Linked DNA regions of Sus scrofa: regions 1, 2 and 3 are each linked to region 4. Evidence: chromatin contacts called from public Hi-C and promoter capture Hi-C data. All regions are on one chromosome and are shown on one strand. Each heading gives the region's core, a stretch centred on a gene start, on an enhancer-like site or on the middle of the called end of the contact. The rest is flanking DNA. Distances are from core to core; before and after follow the strand shown. Region 1 holds the start of STRC (stereocilin). Region 2 holds the start of PPIP5K1 (inositol hexakisphosphate and diphosphoinositol-pentakisphosphate kinase 1). Region 3 holds the start of TMEM62 (transmembrane protein 62). Region 4 holds the start of TUBGCP4 (gamma-tubulin complex component 4).

The links. Promoter capture Hi-C pulls out the DNA fragments that hold promoters and counts their contacts. Hi-C and Micro-C count contacts between places; a contact is called where the count stands out from the background.
Region 1: a contact with region 4 is called in a promoter capture Hi-C map of fetal skeletal muscle, with 2.8 times the contacts expected there. The contact joins the promoter of STRC here to the promoter of TUBGCP4 in region 4. A contact is called at or near these places in 2 of 5 promoter capture datasets (fetal skeletal muscle and liver), 1 of 47 Hi-C or Micro-C datasets (liver) and 1 of 2 datasets of contacts at active chromatin or transcription factors (alveolar macrophages).
Region 2: a contact with region 4 is called in a promoter capture Hi-C map of fetal liver, with 2.5 times the contacts expected there. The contact joins the promoter of PPIP5K1 here to the promoter of TUBGCP4 in region 4. A contact is called at or near these places in 2 of 5 promoter capture datasets (fetal liver and liver), 2 of 47 Hi-C or Micro-C datasets (embryonic fibroblasts and psoas muscle) and 2 of 2 datasets of contacts at active chromatin or transcription factors (alveolar macrophages and skeletal muscle).
Region 3: a Hi-C map of epiblast stem cells shows a contact between it and region 4, with 1.9 times the contacts expected there. The contact joins the promoter of TMEM62 here to the promoter of TUBGCP4 in region 4. A contact is called at or near these places in 1 of 47 Hi-C or Micro-C datasets (epiblast stem cells) and 1 of 2 datasets of contacts at active chromatin or transcription factors (alveolar macrophages).

What each region holds. Positions count from the first base shown.
Region 1 is chr1:127,829,377-127,832,076 of Sscrofa11.1, forward strand. It overlaps STRC (stereocilin), which reads left to right and starts at 1,383. Exons shown (of 31, transcript XM_013993078.2): 1 at 1,383-1,409; 2 at 1,710-1,819. It also overlaps a transcript of CATSPER2 not described here.
Region 2 is chr1:127,864,084-127,866,783 of Sscrofa11.1, forward strand. It overlaps PPIP5K1 (inositol hexakisphosphate and diphosphoinositol-pentakisphosphate kinase 1), which reads left to right and starts at 1,404. Exons shown (of 30, transcript XM_021096881.1): 1 at 1,404-1,524.
Region 3 is chr1:128,304,848-128,307,547 of Sscrofa11.1, forward strand. It overlaps TMEM62 (transmembrane protein 62), which reads right to left and starts at 1,281. Exons shown (of 13, transcript XM_021097060.1): 1 at 773-1,281; 2 at 391-502. The coding sequence starts at 952. It overlaps MIR9838 (microRNA 9838), which reads left to right and starts at 474; the gene lies at 474-545.
Region 4 is chr1:128,082,607-128,085,306 of Sscrofa11.1, forward strand. TUBGCP4 (gamma-tubulin complex component 4) reads right to left here and starts at 1,433. Exons shown (of 18, transcript XM_021096979.1): 1 at 1,071-1,433. The coding sequence starts at 1,148. It overlaps ZSCAN29 (zinc finger and SCAN domain-containing protein 29), which reads left to right and starts at 1,459. Exons shown (of 7, transcript XM_005659684.3): 1 at 1,459-1,988; 2 at 2,484-2,700. The coding sequence starts at 2,603.

The sequences.
Region 1 (2,700 bases), core at 133-2,632, 250 kb before region 4:
GTTGGATGACTCAAATCTTTAGAAATCTTTATTATTAAAAGTTCTATCATTTATTCAGTGCTTAACATGTATGAACATATGCATGTATAATATATGAAACACTGAATTGTACACTTTTTTTTTTCTTTTTAGGACCACACTTGCAGCACATGGACGTTCCCTGGCTAGGGGCTGCTTTGGAGCTGTAGCTGTCAGCCTATACCACAGCCATAGCAATGCTGGATCCAAGCCATGTCTGCTACCTATGCTGCAGCTTGCCACAATGGTGAATCCTTAACCCTCTGAGCCACAACAGAAATTCCTGAATTGTACATTTTAAAATGGTAAATTTTATGTTATGTGAGTTAGATCTCAATTTTTAGAATGAGGTAAGATTATCTAAAACCAAGAACCACCTTTATTATTAAAGGAAAAGCATTTTATTCATGCTCCGTAAAATGTGGAACAAAACAAAAATGTTTTATAAATGTGTCAATATATAATATTGTATTTAAAGTCCTAAAATCAGAAATATGGCATAAACACTTGGAAAGAATAACTAAAAATACAATTTTAGACAAAATTGTCTACCTAGAAACTCCAAAGCAATCAACTAGAATTAGAGAAAACAAAGGATTTCCACTAAGTACAAATAGAAGGAAAGAAGACTGGAGAGAGATACCTGGGAAACAGGAACATTTAAGGGACAGGAGGAAGAAGAGGAGCCATAAAGAAGCCTGAGAGTGAAGAGCTGAAGAGACAGAATAATCGTTCTAGAGTAATGTCCCTAGAGCCAAGACAGAATTTCAAGAAAGGAATGATCCAGTGAGATCTGGATTGGTCTATGACCATACCACCCTGAACATCCACGATCTTGCTGATCTCAGAAGCTAAGCAGGGTTGGGTCTGGCTAGTTCTTGAATGAGCGATCTGGATCCGGATCAGAATACAATAAACATACCAAAAGAGAGTAAGAAAGTATTATTTAATACATCTTACAGGTGCTATCAACACAGTAGATGCTCATTGAATAGTATATTTGAGTAGCTGTGCTCCAAGTGTGGTCTGAGGACCAGCAGAATTGGCTTCACCTGATGACTCATTAGAAGCGCGGACTCTCGGGTCCCAGCCTCAGGGCCTATTGAATCAGGTGTTACATATGAATATGAAAGTTTCAAAAGCACTGTTTTACAGCTATGTGGAGACTGATGCCCTCCTGGCTTTCTACAGCTCACCTTCTCAAATGGATGGTCGATGCACACTGCCTCATTTTTTAACTCCTTCCTTAATGAAAATGATCTAGGTTCATTTCTACTAGATTCAACAAATTTGAATCTTTCCTCTGTTCCTATGTTCCAGACAATGTTACAGGCATTTGAATACATCAGTGGAATGAACAAGAAATCCCTTCTGGTCCTAACAAGGCCAAAGTAAGATCACCAAATAATAAATGATAATTTACAATAAGGCAGTGAATTTGCCTCTTTCTGTTTTTCCCCAAAATTATCTTTCCAGCAGCCCAGAGCAATGCAATAATATCTGTTCAAAAACATTTTTTTTCTAAGTAGAAACATTTTAAGGTCTAAGGATCAAGCCCCAATGACAATGCATCCATTAATCTTCCAGCTTCCTTTTCACCCTTGCTTTGACTTAGTATCCCTGCTTTAACCTCACCACTATTTTTTTTAACCACAGCATACAGTGGTTTGACATGGGATCTTGGTTTCCAGACCAGGTATTGAAACTGCGCTGCAGAAGAAACTGATGAAGCCTAACCACTAGACCACCAGGGAACTCCCTCACCACTCTTCTTAAGGAAGAGATTCAAGTTCTGTGCCAGGTAACTATGAGGGTTCCCAAGGAGCCTTTTGGAAGTGAAATTAGGATTTAGATATTGTTGTGATAGAACTAAATGTATAAATGTTTTCACATATGGTTTATATTAAGCTTTAATTTTAGAACATAGTTTAACCTTTTGTTCTCCAGTTGTTATTCACATCTTCAAATATCAATGGATGGATACATAACTTTGTTTTATGTATTGTGTTTTATGGTAGGTGTTTCTGTTTAAATACACCTTGTTTAATATATGTTGTTGATTCATTAGCATTGTCAACAGAACCATAACTCATGCCTGTATAAAGTTTATTTATTTACTTATTTACTTAGTCTTTTTAGGGCTGCACCCTTGGCATATGGAAGTTCCCGGGCTAGGAGTCGAATTGGAGCTGTTGCTGCTGGCCTATGCCACAGCCACAACAATGCCAGATTCTTAACCCACTGAGTGAGGCCAGGGATTTAACCTGCGTCCTCATGGATGCTAGTCAGATTCGTTAACCACTGAGCCATGATGGGAACTCTAAGAATAAAGTTTATTTAACGCATGTTTTCTCTCTAAAGTACATCATAGCTTTCCTGAATTTAGAATTGCTTGAAAGCACTTCAGCACTAAGTTTTGGGGCCATTTTAAACAGTGAAACCACCAAGAAAAAGCACAGAAATGCTAAAACTGTGGTACTAAGTAGATCATGAAAAGGACGCTTACTTACAACATGAACAGAAGGTGGAGTATTGCCTTGTTTGATCTCACTGGGAATGTGCACATTGGGCAATTCAAAATTTTCACCACTCTGCGCATATCTGTGAATGATTGTGAAACTGCCACAGGTATTGATTTTTTGGGTCACAAATAAAATTTAGCAAGCAGAGGAATTCACTAGA
Region 2 (2,700 bases), core at 154-2,653, 220 kb before region 4:
AACAGTCAAAGTTGGTGGAAAGGAAAGTTCGCTTTATTTTGTATGTAGGCTGACAACTACGAAATAAAGGGAAAAGGGGAGGGAATTAAGCCCAAATGCTCCTGCCCACTGACAATGAAGAGATTTTTACAGGTAAAGGGAGGGGGGCTACAGGCAGAAACAGCAGTTAGCTCTGACAGTCGTCTTGAGATTGGTCATGTGCTGGTCTGATCAATGTCCTCTTGATTGTTTTAAGTACAGTTAGTCTTCAGTTTCAGGGTGGGTTTATTGCCATTTCCTTGAGGCCAGTTCTCAGAATTATGGTAGCATGTCATGGCTACAGCCTGGTCATCATGTAGTTAACTTTTTTCCACATGGTGGGAGTTGGGCTCAGTACCTACAAAACAGCTCACAGGATATGGCTCAGAATATCATCTACAGCCCTTGAGAAGGAACTAAATGTCTTAATGACTATTATTATTTGGTCTTGTTTGACTGTTTTTCCTTTGCTTCTGCATTTTCTTGTGTCTCTGATTAAACTTACTCCTTGACTAAAGTTTTTCTACAGTCAAAAGGCAGGTGGAGGATTCAGGGGGTGGGCAGGGAAGGATCATAAGGTCCTGCTTTTTCAGAATCTCTTTCTCTTAGGGTTAGTCCAAGTCATTCGGGACGACTTGGGGTCAGTATAATGAGGCATTTGACTGAAAAAGTGCTAAGTTGCAGAGAAGAACTGGGGAACTTGGAATTGTTTTGAACCAGGAAAACCTTAGTGAGGATGCAAGATTAGTAATAACACAAACATACAAAATACTTTCATATAATCACTACCCTGTGATTAGGGTTTCTAATCCCACACTCTTACAGGTGAGAAAACAGAGGCTGAGGGAATTTCAGTGACTTGTCCAAAGCTCCACAGCTATTAAAGGCAAGGCCCAGGATTCAAACAAGTCTAGAGGGTGAGAGCAAGCAGAGTAGGGAGATAGAAATCCACTGACTCAGCCTTCCAAGTCCATGCATTTTCTTGTCCCATCCATAAATAAGTCTCTCTGTTCTAGCCCTTAACTTTCTGATTTGTTTCTGTCGCTGTTTTTGTCTCCAGCCTTGGAGACAAGCCTTCTCTAGTCCGTTAACATTTGCAACCAACACTCATTGGATCTCTACGCCTATCACATATCGTTTTATTTTACAATACAAACAAGACCTGGTTTTGTCCTCAAGAAGGTGCAGTGGCGTAAACTGGGCCTCTTCCCCTGCATCGTGCCCCCGCACCCCACCTTCCTCTCATTGGAAAGTTTCTGTCTAGACAGAGAGCATCTGGACTGTCGGCCACGCAGTTAGAAATCAGAGAACATTACGTTGCACCTCCTCCCCAGAGCCACTAGAGGCCACCCTCCTCCGCGCAGTAGCGCCGGCCAACGCAGCCTGACTCTGCCGCCGGTGCGCGCCCTCCGCTGATTGGTGGCAGCGAAGAGAAGTCGCGCTTTGATTGGGCCGCTGTCAGGTGTCGCTGCCGGCAGGTTCGGCTGCGCGAGCTCAGGGAGGCGGGTGAGTGAGGGCCGGGGGCGGTGGGGGAGTGGCTGGGGGCTGGGGGCGGTATCTGAGGGGGTGGGCTGAGTAGAGTGGGCTCCGCTAGTGCTGAGGGCCCTGCTTAGCAGCAGCTGGGGGCAACGCTGGGAAGAGACCTAGGGGAGAGGCCTCAATGTCAGCGAAGGGAGAGTGAGGCGGGGAAGGCGGGGGCGGGCAAAGGCTAAAGGAGTCGGGATGGGGAGGTGGTAATTCTGACCCGGAGCTGTGTGAGGAGAGGACCGAGGAGAGGGGCAGCGAGAGCAGAGGTGGGCGTGAGACTGTCTGCACGAGGAAGAGGGGGTCCGGCTGAGCACGAGAGTCTGCAGGGGAGAGGGTCAGGGTGGAGAGGTCTGTGTGAGGAGGGGTGGGAGTGGAGTCACATCTTGCGGAGGAAGGGGTTGCTGGAGAGAAGGTGAGCCTGGAGAGAGGTAGGTGGGGAGAGAGTGGCGCTCAGACAGTCTTTGTGGGGAATCAGTGATGTTCCATATAAATATGTTACCAAGTGTGGTGACTCATCTGAGGGTTTGGAGGACTGCTTAAGGCTAGAGACTCAGTGAGTGAGAGGATTAGTTGGATGGTTAATTGGATCGGTTGGTCAGTGATGGAGGAGGGGGCAGCAGTCCCTGTTAGCAGTGGTTAGGAGGAGTCAGTGAAGAGTCATTTTAGCAAGCTGGAGAAAGAAGGCAGTATGAGTGAGTTGATCCTGAAAACAAGGGCATCAGCATAGTTCATCAGTATCAGAATAAGGGTATGTATGAAAGATTAAAAGTTACATCAAGGGAGTTCCTGTTGTGGCTCAGCAGGTTATGAACCCAGCTAGTATCCATGAAGATGCAGGTTTGATTCTGGCCTTGCTCAGTGGGTTAAGGATCTGGCGTTGCCATGAGCTGTGGTGTAGGTGACAAACGCAGCTCGGATCTGGCATGGCTGTGACTGTGGTGTAGGCTGGCAGCTGCAGCTTGGATTCGAACCCTAGCTCATGGGAATTTCCATGTGTTGTGGGTGCAGCCCTAAAAAAGGCAAAAAAAAAAAAAAATTACATTGAGAAGGAACTAAGGGGTCCACTATTGAAGGAAATACTGCTGGTGGCCAGAGAGGTTTTACTGTGTTGGAAGTATTCCTGGACTCTGTACTGAAGCTTCTCTTTCATCATGA
Region 3 (2,700 bases), core at 31-2,530, 220 kb after region 4:
AGAACAAGAAGAAGAGGAGAAGGAAGAGGAAAACTTTCGGTCTCTGGTTAGAGTTTTCGCTAATTCTCTTTTAAATCCACAACTGCAATAACAAAAACAAACAACAAATAGATTCGGATACACAGCAGAGGGAACACTAACATGAGAATCACGACCCTTGTTTCTACCGCTTGGAAAAAACCTAGCTATGGCAAGTCATTTTGTCTGGATCTTGACTCAGTTATCCGTAGGCAAAGGAAATTATAATGTCCCATACCTTCTACAGGAGGATTCGCCTGAGGCTGTGGCTGAAGTTTTCCTAACGTCCCCAAAGTAAAAAGCTACAAGCCCTGGCTAGCATGCTTCCATTCAGACCGCGGAATAACATGACAGCACAGCAATCCTCCCTACCTGTTGCTAGGACGAGAGCTGGTTGAATGATGTCAATTGTTTCAGAACAGAACTTCTCTAAGTCTATAGCTCTGCCTGGATCGTGAAACCTGCTCAGGTGAATGTCGGATATCTGCCAAAAGCAGGTATTAAAGAGATACCGGAGTCAGGAAGAGGCAGCAAGGGCAGAGGCGACCCAGCGGCTCTCTTGCGGGGCGGAGGGGGAGGCAAGGACGCTGTGCATCCACTAACCCCCAGGGAAGGACCGTGCCTTCCAGCCCCGGTTTTGGGCCCAGTCCGGCGAGCCGCGCCCCCGAAGAAATGGCTGGCGTCTCACCGGCTTCTCACCGCCGGGTGCCAACCCTGCACCACCCACCCTCCACCTGGGCTCCAGCTACGTCACCTGCAGACCCCAGAAGATGTTGCTGGCTCCGGCGCCCGGCGCAGGGTGCGGGCTCCGGGGGGTGCGCGGCTGCGGCAGTGATGAGGGAGGACCGGCCAGGCCGTAGTGCTCCAGGAGCATCGCCGCCACAACCGCGGCCGCCAGCCCGGCGACCACCCTGATGGCCAGCGTTGCTGCCATTTCCCCCGCCGGGGCCCGGCCCTCGCTTCCCGGACCTGGGCGGAGCGACGCCCTCAGGAGCTACTCTGGTCACACTTCCGGCCTCTATGATCGCAGGGCTTGGGGCGGTGCCTCCAGCACCTGCACCTCGCTGTGCACCTGCCGGCCGCCTACGTCTCTGAGCTCGGTTTGCTAAAGTAATGCCGGGGAAGAAAAGGAAACTGAGACTCTAAAGGCCCTGGCGGTTGCCTAGGGCTGGCAAGGAAGAAGCCCGGTCTGGAAGGCGGAGGCCAGCGTCCTGGCTCCGCCTTAGTCAATCACTCCTGACCTGTGAGTGGGTTTCCTTACCTGTAAACCGGTGTTAATAATACCTCCCCAGCGTACTTCACAGGGTTGTTGTGAGAATCAAAGTGTGTATGAGGACGCCTTTTAAACTGCTGTACAAATGTGACAGATGGCTTTATCTGGCCCCTTCTGACTATTAACAGCGTCACTCCGTAGGTTTTTCTGTACATGTAATCTGTTTCGTGAATTTTTTTTTAACTAAACCTGACTCCACACACATTTGGTTACATAATATTATAGTACAGCGTTATACCATTCATTTAATAAATTTTAAAATACTTTCTAAGGGCTAGGTACAAGAAAAGTTATGTTTGGGCCTTGCCCTTACTTTATCTAAGCATTACCTTATTGTTAAACTTTTGGTTTATGTTCTGAATAAACATTTTTGTCTTTTGTGTGTGTGTGTGTGTGTGTGTGTGTGTGTGTGTCTTTTTAGGGTGGCACCCAGGGCATATGGAGGTTCCCAGGCCAGGGGTCAAATCAGAGCTATAGCTGCGGGCCTACGCCAGAGCCATAGCAACCTGGGATCCGAGCCGCGTCTGTGACATACACCACAGCTGACAGCAATGCCGGATCCTTAACCCAATGAGTGAGGCCAGGGATCGAACCCGCAACCTCATGGTTCCTGGTCGAATTCGTTAACCACTGAGCCATGATGGGAACTCCTGAATAAACATTTTTGAATAAACATGTCTTGGAAAAATATTCTGAATAAACATATTTCTACTCTGAATAAACAATTTTATACAAATAGGGCCCTTTTTTGAGTTATTTTATTAGGATATGTCGCCAGTATTGAAGTTATACCAATTTCAATTCATTAGATATTTTTTGAGTACCGTTAGAATGCAAGATATTGATCTAAGCAGAAAACATAAAGAAACAATGGTAAGTAGCTAAAAAGCTATAGTCCACTGTCTTACAAGCTTATGTTAACAGAGAGAAATACACAAATGGGTTTGAGATGAATATGCCCTTTGCTGCAAGAGACACTGAGATATAAAAGACTAGAGGAAGGTTAAACCTGGAGAGATCACATCTTTGGAGAAAATCTGGAAAAGTTTATTTAGGGAAGTGGCATAAAAAGTATGGATAGTATCTCTGAGTGAAAGAGATAGGGAGTGTGGTGGGGAGAAGCACTTTCCACTAGGACCTAATAACAAGAACCAAAGCATTAAGGTGAGAAAATGTAGGTCATGTTGGAGAGACAGTGAGGGTCCTCCTTATCCAGGGGTTTGGTGTCTGTGCATTTAATCAACCATGAGGATGCGGAATCTGTGGGTACAGAGGACCAAGTCTGAGACCCGAAGCATCTGCAGGTTTTGGCAAATGGGGGGTGTGAGGGTGGAAGGTAGGGACTGATAGAGTGACACTGTAGTTTAGTTTCCTTGGGACCAGATTATGCCTGGAAGAATTAGACCAGA
Region 4 (2,700 bases), core at 183-2,682:
TTCCTGCTTCTTTACAGCCTATACTACCAATTCTTATAGACACAGGCATGACTTTGTATACAGATAGATTCAAATCCTGCCTTATCAAGACTAGCCACCATAGGAAGTTACCTTACAGTCCAGCAGGTTAAGGATCCGACCTTACGGCAACTGTAAAGCAGGTGGCAACTGTGGCATGGGCTTCATCTCTAGCCCAGGAACTTCCACACGCAGCAGATGAGGTGTGTGCAGCAAAACAAACAAAAAACCCAAAAACTACAAGCCACCATAAAGTTCTCTGAGCTTCAAGTTGCTCATTTGTAAACTGGGGCTAACAATACCTAACTTGCTATGTTGTTGAGATGATTAGATAATACTACTGGAAGCATAAGTAGAAAAGAAGAGTGGTTCAGATACTGGAGCCAGACAGATCTGGGTTCAAGACCAAGTTTGCTAATTATTAACTGCCTAATACCTGACACCAGAGTTAATCTGTGAAACGGAGATAGGTGGTTGTGAAGTTAAATGAGATAATACATGTAGTACATGGCCCCTCCTTCTCATACATTCCTGGTTACATGAAGGCCTCCCTCCAAATTCTTCTGGAGAAGAAATTTCCTGGTCAAGGAGTAGAGGGAAACACCCTCATTCACTTTTTCATTCAAAATAATTGACTGAAGTCGTATTCTGTGTTAGATACTACGTATTTGGACAAATTTTCAAAACAGCTTAAAACAGAGTGCAAGTGTGAAGATGGGAGAAAGCATCTCCCTCATTTTTACATCCAGTTCCCCAGCAACTCTCATTCAGATAGTTCATCCTTAGGCTCAGCCCTGGATTCCCTCCTCTTCCCCAAGGCAGGGCCTTTCAGGAGTCTGCCCTCCTTTTCCCAGCGTAGCCCAAACCTCTCAAGGTGTTTACACCGTGGTAGGCCCCTCCGGCACAGCCCTCCAGCTACCTGCTCAAGGACACGCCCCCCCGCCCCCGCCTCAGCTCTGCAAGCCACGCCCCCTAAGGCTCCTCCCCCACGCAGTGGCTCAGGTCCACCCATTCCCTGCTCGCTAGTTCCCGCGCTCTGAGCCGGATTGTACCTGGAGGCCACCCCGCTTGTTCCACGTGAAAATGGACCCTGGGTATCCGCTCAGCGCCAAGAGCAGTTCGTGGATCATTTCCACGGCGGACCTCCGGTCCCTATATCCGTTGCACCTTTCTCCAGAGCCTCACCAGGCGACCAAGGAAACGCGTATTCCTTTCTCTACTCGCGCACAGGCCTCCTGGACGGGCGGTTCCTCCAGACTTTATCCGCTGAGAGAACTGCTGCGGAGAGCGTACGGGAAGCAGGGAAGGGATAGGCGAGCCGCGTCCCGGAAGTGCACTGTGCTCGGTTGGGCCCACTCGCTCGCTCCCGCCGGGGCTCCGCGAGAGGTGTCTAAGCAGCTGCCCTTGCGCATGCGTCTGTGGCGCCCTAGTCGCCTGCTCTCACTTCCGGTTTGGGAACTGGACTGGGAGGCTTGAGAGTCCCGGCTGGAGCCAGACCTCGAGTGGGTGAGGCTGGCCCACGGGCAGAGATGCGAGCGGATTGAGGGGTATCCCGAGTGGGAGAAGCTCCTAGGGGTGGGCCAGAGGGTGCTCTCAGGGCGCCTTAGCCCCGGTCCGAAGCCTCTGGAGGGACTCCTTACCGCTCCGAGAGTGACCTGGCCAGAAAGCGAAGACAAAGAGGCCGGAACCCCGCACCCGCCGCTCCTTGAGCTGTGCTCCGCACTCGCGAATACCGCAGCCCTCGGAGCGCTTGGCCAGCACTCGAGCTCGTCTTCAGGAGACACATGACTACTGCCCCCTCGGACTCCCTCTTTCCACCAACTCAGTGTGACTCTCCCCAAGTCCACCTGGCCCTCGCTTCAGAAGTCAAAACCAACTTCTCTCAATGCTCGAGATTTCCCGTCAGTAGTTCCCGGATATTTACTGAGCGATTACTTCTGCTGTGAGGGAAAACAAAGACCCAGTGTTGTGTACTTGATTTTTGTTTGGGGTAGAAATTGGTGGTGGTGGAGTCTGAGGGGGCGGGGCGGACGTAGAGGGTTTGGGGAAGGACGGCGGAAGTATTGGGGCAGATCAGAGGCGACCCGCTGGACAGAGGGTTTTCTATTGCCTTCCTCGGGGTGGTGACATGCCTTTAAAACCTCTCAGCTCTAGGTCTCCCTTACGGTTTGAACTCACTATGCAGCACTGGCCAGGGGAGCTCAATGGGTCAGACTTGGGGAGGGGTGGAAGAGGAGCAGTCAGTAGTTTATTCTCTGCTGCTTCCCCGGGGCTGCCCTGGAAGTCGCCCAGAAATGCAGCTTTTGAATGGTCTCTCACCTTCATGCTCAGTTTTGGCTTGCTGCCCTGAAGTTGGTGCTACCTCACATGGCCACGCAGAACTTAGGGGAAGTCAGGCCAGCTCTGGCAAGACTTTAGACATATGAGTGTATTCCTTCTGATAGTGCCATCTCTCTCTACCCTAGGAGGAAATTCTTCTTACAGAGAGAGACTCATCTGCAGGTGATTCTTCAAGGACATGGAAGATAGGTGTAAACCCTGGAACCTAGACCCTTAAATGGAGGAAAGCCGCTTTCTGCTGTGAATGATGGCCAAACCCACCCTGAGAGGGACTGGCACTAACTCTGAGACCTTCCGACAGCGCTTCAGGAGATTTCATTACCAGGAGGTAGCTGGGCCCCG